Regions from separate parts of the Mus musculus genome. Here region 1 is linked to region 2. A link is a contact called in public HiChIP or PLAC-seq data. All regions are on one chromosome and are shown on one strand. The core of a region is the stretch at or near the end of the contact, and the rest is flanking DNA. Distances in the headings are between cores, read along the strand shown. Region 1 overlaps Mlph (melanophilin). Region 2 has its middle 21 kb from the start of Ackr3.

Evidence for each region. HiChIP or PLAC-seq counts read pairs in DNA pulled down with a chosen protein or histone mark.
Region 1: a FOXA1 HiChIP or PLAC-seq map of pancreatic cancer cells shows a contact between it and region 2. The contact joins two enhancer-like sites. A contact is called at or near these places in 1 of 115 datasets of contacts at active chromatin or transcription factors (pancreatic cancer cells) and 1 of 9 other capture datasets (embryonic stem cells).

Annotation. Positions count from the first base shown.
Region 1 is chr1:90,935,544-90,940,215 of GRCm38.p6, forward strand. Mlph (melanophilin) reads left to right here. Exons shown (of 16, transcript NM_053015.3): 9 at 2,111-2,194; 10 at 3,816-3,968; 11 at 4,177-4,332. Among named protein-coding and RNA genes, the nearest start is that of Prlh, 15 kb to the right of the region's middle. Within about 2 kb of position 1,663, at least 7 of the 459 cell types and tissues checked have an H3K27ac peak or open chromatin away from gene starts, as enhancers often do. A contact at or near this core is called in pancreatic cancer cells, where this site is marked.
Region 2 is chr1:90,222,939-90,227,194 of GRCm38.p6, forward strand. No RefSeq gene overlaps it. Among named protein-coding and RNA genes, the nearest start is that of Ackr3, 21 kb to the left of the region's middle. Within about 2 kb of position 2,868, at least 98 of the 459 cell types and tissues checked have an H3K27ac peak or open chromatin away from gene starts, as enhancers often do. A contact at or near this core is called in pancreatic cancer cells, where this site is marked.

The sequences.
Region 1 (4,672 bases), core at 413-2,912, 710 kb after region 2:
TCTCTCTCCAGGTCAGTTTAAAGAAACTGAAGCTTTTAGCACTTTTAGACAAGAAATAGCCTGTAGCATAGGGATGCTTTATTGGAGTGAATTTGAATAACATAAAGGTTAAGACTGGCAGAGCCTCAAAATGTTAAGAGGTGGTGAGGAAAAAGAAAAGAACCATGCCTATGGCTAATCAGACGGCCTGAGAGACGGTCGAAGGAGCTCAAGTTCAAAGCCGGCTGAGGCTTCATATCCAGAATCTGTCTCTAAGAAGTAAAACTATAGCACCCACCTGGTTCTTCTGTGATCATACACAGAGTGATGGTGAATTCTGATTATACACTCACCAAGATTGAAAGCAGAGCCCCCAAGAGACAGCCATGCAATCTGTATGTTTTAGCCAGAGAAGAACCTCATGTGCTCTGTTTTTAAGACAAAAGAGAGTTCCAAAAAATTTAACTAATTAACTAATGAATCAATTAAGAGAGACAGAGACAGAGACAGAGAGATTTCCATGTTCAAACAAGGTTTGGGTCACACTCTGCTGACTCCTGCAGGGGATGGTGACACTTGTATTGGAAAAGAATGGATCCAGAGTTTGGAGCCTAGACAGGACTTAATTAACCTGCCATGATGGTTTACATACATATGAAATGGATAGAGAAATTCTGAAGGGAGAGTCTGGGGAAAATCCCACCCAGGGCCTCTGAGTCACACATGTAGGGTGAGCTTTTGAAAGCTGAGCCCTTGGATGTATGAGACAAGCTCTCTCTGTTTAGCTCAGTCTGGTCTGAAGCTTGCCATCCTCCTGCCTCAGCCTCTCAAGTCTAGGGACACAGTAGCCCTGCCATGCCCAGGTCTTTTATTTTCCACAGGGGAAATGAGGTTCCTTAGCTCCCTCCTGAGTTTGCCTCCATCTTGGAAACATGGGGGACTCCAGCCCTCCTTGAAACTGTGGCCCCTCAGGAGACCCTTTGTGCTGTGAACTTGTCTGCAAAGTACCAGAGGCTCCAGGCTCCAGACACCAGACAGATGCTGGAGTTGACTGTGTTCCTTGTGTGTCTTACTGGCCTGGTGGGCCTCACTTCTCCCTAGCTGCAGCCAGGGCCTCATCAGAAAGCCACGCCGAACCCTAAGCCAACAGCCCCGTCTATTATTTTGCTGGTCCCTCCCAGCCTCTGCCTTCCTCTTCGGCCCAGCTAGCCAGCCTCCTTAGTGGCTTCCCTTCTTGTTCACTCCATGTGGGGCTCACAATGACAGTATCGGCACTGGGTAGGCAATGGCTTTTCCTCTCTCTGAGCCCCCACCTCTACCTCACGGGTGAATAGACCAAGCCACATGCTGAGCAACCTACTGAGAATATCGATCAGTGTTACCACCACCTACAACAAATGGGCCAGGTCGTATGACCCCCAAGTCACGGCTGTCCACAGAGGGCAAGCATAGGCAGAGGGCTCAAAGACACCCATGTTGACATTTCCAGTGTGCCCGTCTTCCTTCACTCCAAGTTCTCAGTGCTGTGGTAATTACCCACCAACAATGGCAGCTTCCCGCCCCTGTAAGTGTCATTTCCCTCTCATAAGGCCGGGCAAGCGGTAAATGAGATAATGTAAGACAGAGAGGCTGCCTGCGAGGAGGCCTAGCGAAGAGGAATCGATTTTCCTGCCTCTGTCTGGGAGCTAATAGACTGGGTGACTCAAGAGTCTGGTGACTCAAAGGATTAGAAAGTTGTGCTCTGGGTCACAAGTGACCCAGGGCTTCTGCTACCTAATGACTTTGGTCACCGTGTCCTGCTTAATGCACATCTTCCTGTGCATTAAGTGACCTGGAGCCACCCGGTGACAGCCACAGTCAGTGCTTTCTGCCACTTAGTCTGGCTGGGTGTGTCTCACCTTTCCTACATGTTTTTCCCACCCCACCCCCACCCCACCCCACCCCCACTGACCTTCCCTCTTGCTTCCAGTACCCTTGGTGTCAGAAAGAGGTTGTTTACAGTTAACCTTCAGGGCTCTGTCATAGGTAATGGCCTTAGCTGGACTTCAGAGGAGGAAGACACTGTGCTGGTGGGGGTTACCGTGAGACCCTCCACTATAACCAGACCACTGCTCTTCTTCCTCTGCCGCAGATCTTGGAGTTGAACAAGCGAATGTCAGCTGTGGAGCACCTGCTAGTCCACCTGGAGAATACGGTTCTGCCACCCTCAGCCCAGGTAATCCCCTGGGCTAAGTGAGATGAGGCCACAGCCTTCCATTAAGGGAGGCTGAAGTCCCAAGTATGGCTTCAAGAGAAGAGTCTCAGAGATCTTGCAGATGGTTAGTGCACAGTGCTCCAAGGATGGGCAGGTGAGGTCTCCTGCATAGGCCATCCGCATAAAGCCATCCGTGCACAATAACAAGGTAATACAATGTGGTCATTTATGGGTAGATGAGAGGAATCCTCAGCCAGGTGGAGACATCACGGGTACTGAAACTGGACCAGCATCCCCAGCCTGCACTTCCTCACTGAAGAAATTCCTGACTGTCACTCCTCTTCCCCATCCCTAAGTTAAGCATAGCCCAGGACAGATGAGCAGCAGCCAGTCGCTAGTGGTCACATCGTTCTCGGTAGTTCCTTTCCAGCCCTCCATGATCCAACTTCATTTCAAGTCATAACGCCACTTACAGGTTCTGTGGCCTAAGTACATCATGTTGGAGAGTGGCTTCAGGCATCCAAGAAATGGCAGCTGTCTCATGTCCAAAGCCCACCTGAAATATGTATGTGGGCTTTCTTGGACTCCCCCCACCCTGACCAAAGCAAATAGCTATTCTGGGTCCTTCAAAAACCTCATCTAAGGCAAAGAGATGGGTTCCCACGCAGTCTGCCACCCTTGATCTGAACTTAAGAAGACTGGCCACGGACCGACCGAGGTACCACTGAGTCACCACATGCTGCAGCCTTCTCTATCCTCTGTCAGCAAAGTTCTGCAACTTGCCGCTGGCCTGTGAGGGGTTAGTCCCCGTTGCAAAAGTGACATGAGGATACAATGTGACACCTCAACCTTGTCCCCAGACTCACAATAACTTGAGGATAGGAGGGTCCTTGTTGCTATGTGAGTCCAGGACAGACACCAAAGCCCCATGGGAACACAGAATTTCTAGGTAGAGCTGAGATAACACTGCTGTGGCTCACCTCAGTCTCACAAAGGGAGAATTCAGAGAACCAGAGACCCTTGTCCTCAGCCCCCTGAGCCCCAGCCAAACGCCAAGGGATGCAAACATAGGACCAGAGTTTGGACACAAACGGAAGGGGTTGTGGGCTCAGTGGGGGAGGGAGGATGTGCCCTCCACCTCTGAGCACTTCCCCCAGAGAAAGCTCAAACCATGTGGTCTAATGGGTCATCCATAAAAAGAAAGATGTTCTGCCCAGTATTCCAACATGGCTCAACCTGGAGAAATTAGCTGAGTGAAAGCAGCTGCCCACAGAGAGCAGAGCACCTGATGCTACTCACATAAGGAGCCCAGGAAGGAAAGATTCCCTGAGACAGAGAGGAGAGGGATAGATGCCGAGGACTTCCGGGGGGGGGGGGGGGGATGAGTGTTCAGTAGGGATGGAGTCTCAGTATAGCAGAAGGGAAAGTTCCGTGGGAGAGGGAGTGCTACGTGCATCAGAAACTGCATGTATACCCTAAAATAGTGAAGATGATAAACATATATGCACATTTATCCCAGTGAACATTTTTGGGGACGGGGAAGCAGGACAAAGGGTGGGTCTTAAATGGACACCAGTGCTGGAGTTCTCTCAAGTTGGCTCACCTCCCGAGGCTGCCTCTAAGCCCTGCCTCGACCCATCAGGAACCAACTGTGGAGACACACCCCAGTGCTGACACAGAGGAGGAGACACTCAGGAGGAGGCTGGAGGAGCTGACCAGCAACATCAGTGGTTCCAGCACCTCATCAGAAGATGAGACCAAGCCAGATGGCACCTTCCTTGGAGGGTCCCCAAAGGTGAGGCCAAGCACAGGGCAAGAGGGACAATCCCAGGTAGCCATCTGCCCTTGCAGAGAGGGCAGCTAATTAGCTTCAGGCTTTGGGGATGGGGCTTGATAAGATCACACAGGTAACGAGGTTGGAGCCCAGCCATGGGAATTCACCAGTGTGGCAGCAGCCTGTGCTCTACTTCAATGGATGACCAGTGACACCTTCTTGTCCCTAGGTGTGCACAGACACAGGGCACATGGAGACACAGGAAAGGAACCCTCGGAGCCCTGGGAACCCTGCTCGGCCTACAAAAAGCACAGATGAGGAGCTCTCTGAGATGGAGGATAGAGTGGCCATGACAGCCTCTGAAGTTCAGCAGGCTGAGAGTGAGGTAGCCCACCCACCCTACTCCTTTGGGATGTCCCCAATGACAATGTCCTGGTGACGGGACCCAGTCAGAGGCCTGACAACCCAACAGCCCACCTACAGGCTCACAGAGGCCTCCCTGGCAGCCAGGAGGGGAGCAGAGTGCAAGTTTGGGGGGGTTTCTCACCTCTCCACTCCCCTGCTCAACCTGAGGAATGCTGGACAAGCTTTTCGGCCATGAGAAAGGTACACATTGTCACTATTTCCATCCTGTGAGCAGCGCCTAGACAGAGGCTGGGAGGGTAAGATAGCAGGGCTTATGACTGGACTTGGCAGACTGTCCTCGGGAGCCTGAGCAATGACTT
Region 2 (4,256 bases), core at 1,618-4,117:
GACCTTAAGCCTCAGCTCCCAGGATGCCGTCACTTTTAACTGTTCTTTTGGGGGAAAGTGAAGGGGTCTGTCTGAAGAGAACTAATGAATACTAAGACTGTCAGTTCCTGTGTGGTGGCTTATCCTTACACAGAATTCAAAGGTCACAGTGTTCCCTCTCTCTGGACAGAAAAAACGAAGCCCAGGATAGGAAAACGAAAGAGAACACAGAGAAGCCTGAGGCTTCCTGGGTGGATGGTTTCAGCCCTGCACATCCTGGGACTTTGTCCTCCTGGCTCCTTATGAAGTAGGGATGTGCCCAAAGTTCATGGTTCCATGGGAATCCAAACTTGCCTTGCCTTGGCTGATATCTTTAATTCCCCTAGAGTTTCAAGACAGCTATGGTTTCTCATTCAGTAAAGCCCCTCTGATGAGGTCAGTGTTCCACATATGTTGTTCCTTGAGTCTGTTATGTTTGCACTGGCATCTGAGGTGTGGGCTGCGGTGGGGGAAGCAGAGAAAGGCATAAGACGGTGGCTCCTTGGTTACTCTCTCAGGATGGGGACAGCGTTAAAGCCGTTTCAAAGGGGATAGTGTAGCTTCTTACTTGTATGTGTGTGTGTGTGTGTGTGTGTGTGTGTGTGTGTGATGTTATATGTATATTGTGTGTATGGTATATGTGGGGTGTGAGTATACATGAACCTAGTACTGTGTTATGTATAACTAATATGTATGGTGTTTACGTGGACTGTTGCATGAGGATTGTATATGTATGAGAAGTGTTTGCATGTGTCTTAGTTAGGGTTTTACTGCTATGAACAGACACCATGACCAAGGCAACTCTTATAAAAACATTTATTTGGGGCTGGCTTACAGGTTCAGAGGTTCAGTCTGTTATCATCAAGTCAGGAACATGGCAGCATCCAGGCAGGCATGGTGCAGGTGGAGCTGAGAGTTCTACATCTTCATCTGAAGGCTGCTAACAGAATACTGGCTTTCAGGCAGCTAGGATGAGGGTCTTAAAGCCTACCCCCACAGTGACACACCTACTCGAACAAGGTCACACCTCCAAATAGTGCCACTCCGTGGGGTCAGGTATATATACACATATATACTAGCATGTAAATGCTGTATGGTGTGTTGTGTATGTATAGTCTCTATCCTGTGTATATAGTGTCTCCTGGCTGGCCTATTTTGTATGATGGTAAGCTCTGTGTGTATTGTCTTGTGTACATGGTGTGACGGAGCATGCTGTATGTATGACTCTGGTGTCCTGCTTTGACAGATGTCCTGGCTCTGAGGCTGAGAGCCAGTGCAGGCCTGTACAACTCTAGCTTTGTGTTTCTTCAGGCTTCTGCTCTGCCAGGGAAGCTCACGCTGTCCAATCTGTCCTTGCAGGGGTCAGCATGATGCTAGTGACTGTCACAGTTGAGCTCCGTCCCCCTTCTTTCTCTGCTTGCTTTTCCCTTCTGTACCTTGTGAAACATACGGCAGAAGGAAGCATCACTTCCCTGGAAATACATGGCTACGCCCTATGCTTCACTGGTCATAGGAAATGGGCTGCCTCTGAGCTTAGCCATGCCACAGTGGATCCAGCTACTGCTGTACTGCAGTGTCCTGCTGACAAAAAGGGTCCTTCTTACTCTACCATCCACCGATTTGCATGTGCAATTTCTTCAGATGAGCTTACCTGAGATGGAAGACCCATGTGATCTCCCCCTGCCATGAGTCAGAGTAGTGGTTCTCAACAGGGCGTGGTTCTGCTCCCAGGGAATCCTTGACAAGGTCTGGAGATAGCTTGGGTGTTATACTTGGATGCTGCTGCTAACTAATATCCAGTAGCCAGAGGTCAGGGATGTGTCTAGACATCCTGTAGTACCCAGGGTGGTGCTTGCGGTAGTCTATGATCCAGTCCTAAATGTCCACAGTGCTGAGGCAAACCAACCCTAACTTGGAGGTGGTTCTTTTGTTTGCTGAGGATGCTGGCTGCATCCCTGAGTAGGCTGCCTGATCTGGGTGTGACTGTGGTTCCCGGAGCCCCTTGCCCTCCATTTCTGTTGAGGGACTATTTAGCCTTTCTTTCCTGGTGCTCTCAGACATTTTCCCATCCTCCTCTTCTGTGCCTTAGGTGGAAGGAGTGACTTCAGCCACTGCCTTCTACCACTATACTTTGTAGTTTTTTTTGGGTTTTTTTCTTTTTCTTTTTCTTTTTCTTTTTTTCTTTTGTCACAGCCTGAGAGGTCCTCTTCCCTCTCTACTGTGTTCAGTGTCTCTGGCAGGCTCATCTCATCTCTGTAGCCCCAGTTCCCATGGCAGTGCCTGCTTGTAGCTCCTTTTGGCTACTTAGCTTTGGGTCCTTCCCTAGCTGAGATACACCAACATTGGAGGCAGCTGCTGCTTCCCTGAAGCTGAGCTCTGGGCTTCCTTTTGATGGCTTTCCAAGACCCCTGATACCCTTAGGAAGGTCCCCCTCCCCCACCCCCCACACACACCTCCCTATCCCCACCCTGCACCATATTCTCTTTCCTGAGTGATTATCAGGAATTCTTCTCTTGCCTGGACCTTGAGACAGCCAACCCCTTCTCTGGACCTCACACAACCCCTCCCAACAGACAGGCAGTCAGGGGCCACTTCTCCTCCCCTCTCTCTGGTGTCTAACATTTCTCTCTTTCCTCTTTGTTGTCAGTCCTAATACTTGACACAAGCAGAGGCCGAACTTTAAATTATCCCATGTTCTATGAGAACAGTCTTGGGTCCCCAGATACTTCCTCTCTATCGTCAGGGCTGGCATCTTGCCTGGGTGATGCCCATGGGCTACAGTGCTAGCAGAGGCCAGGGCTCCTCAAGCTCGCCCAAAGTGTTCAAGGAGGAAACATGTCCGGCAGCCTGTGGAAGGAAGACCAGTGAGTCACTGGTGTGGAATTCATGCTCAGGCCCTGAGTGCTGACTGAGTAATTAGGTGTGGTTGCTGGTGGCCTGCCTCTAAACCGACTTAATCAATTCATCACTTCTTCTTTGCCCCAGCTAGTCTTACTGTGTGGACCCCAGGCATTCATCTTCCTGGTGAGAGTCTGGGTGGGGAAAGATAAATCACGTTTGAGATCAGCTAAGTCATCGCCTGCCTTTGTGGCCAAACCTGAAAGCCAGGTCCCGGCTCTCATTTCTCAACCATCAGACTGTGAGATACCATTGAGACAAACTAGCCGTGAGTGACTTCATTAAGTCTGGCCAGCAAGAGTGTTGGGATGGCTCCTGAGGTGAGGTACTTCAGCAGAGGTTGCCTCTAAGTGACCCCTGCCCCTTGCTTGGAAAAGCATGCTTGGAAGTCAGATATGGTTGAGAAACCCTGCATTGCATTGTGGGAAATTCACAATGCATCCCAGGATCTGAGAAGTCCTGAAGGATCCTTCCAACCGTCAGTGGTAACTCTGAATTCACGCATTCCAGCGGGGAGACTTAACTGGAAGATTCCAAAACACCATGGGTTTCTGGGGCTGCTCCCATGGGGCTTTGTTTTAGGGGCTACAGGGTGGGCCCCACTGTTCATATTCTCTCAAAATTTTCCAGGGACTGGATACAATTCAGGTTAAGGGGCAAAGGGAGATGGCTCAGTTGGTAAGGTCAAACTCAAAGGCCCGAGTCTCCATTCTCCATGTCCAGTACCCACATTAACAACAACATCAAACAAGAGAAGGAGGAAGAGGAGGAAGAGGAGGAAGAGGAGGAAGAAGAGGAGGAAGAGGAGGAGTGAGTCTGTCATCCCAGTGCTGGGAGGCAGCCAGTTTAGCCAATATGTGAGTTCCAGGTTCAGGGAGAGTGCCCGTGTTTAAAAAAAAAGTGAAAATGGATTGAAGAAAACACCTAAGACACCTGACATAAATCTCTGACCTACACATGGGCAAGTGTGTGTGCACGCACACATACTCACATACACACATACACACATACTCACATACACACACACCTCAGACATATATACACATATACACATGCACACACACTCACACTGGCATGCTCACACACATGCAGGAACACATTTACACTCATACACATTCTCATACTCGAATGCACACATATATACATGCTAGCACTCATGCACATACATGTATGTACACACAGAGAGACACAAAAGCACGTACACACACACACACACACACAGAGAGAGAGAGAGAGAGAGAGAGAGAGAGAGAGAGAGAGACTTGGGCACCACAGAGCCCACACTGAATTTTTTCTTCTTTCTGCTTTAAATTTGAGCTTCCCAAAGGCAAATAGAGTGG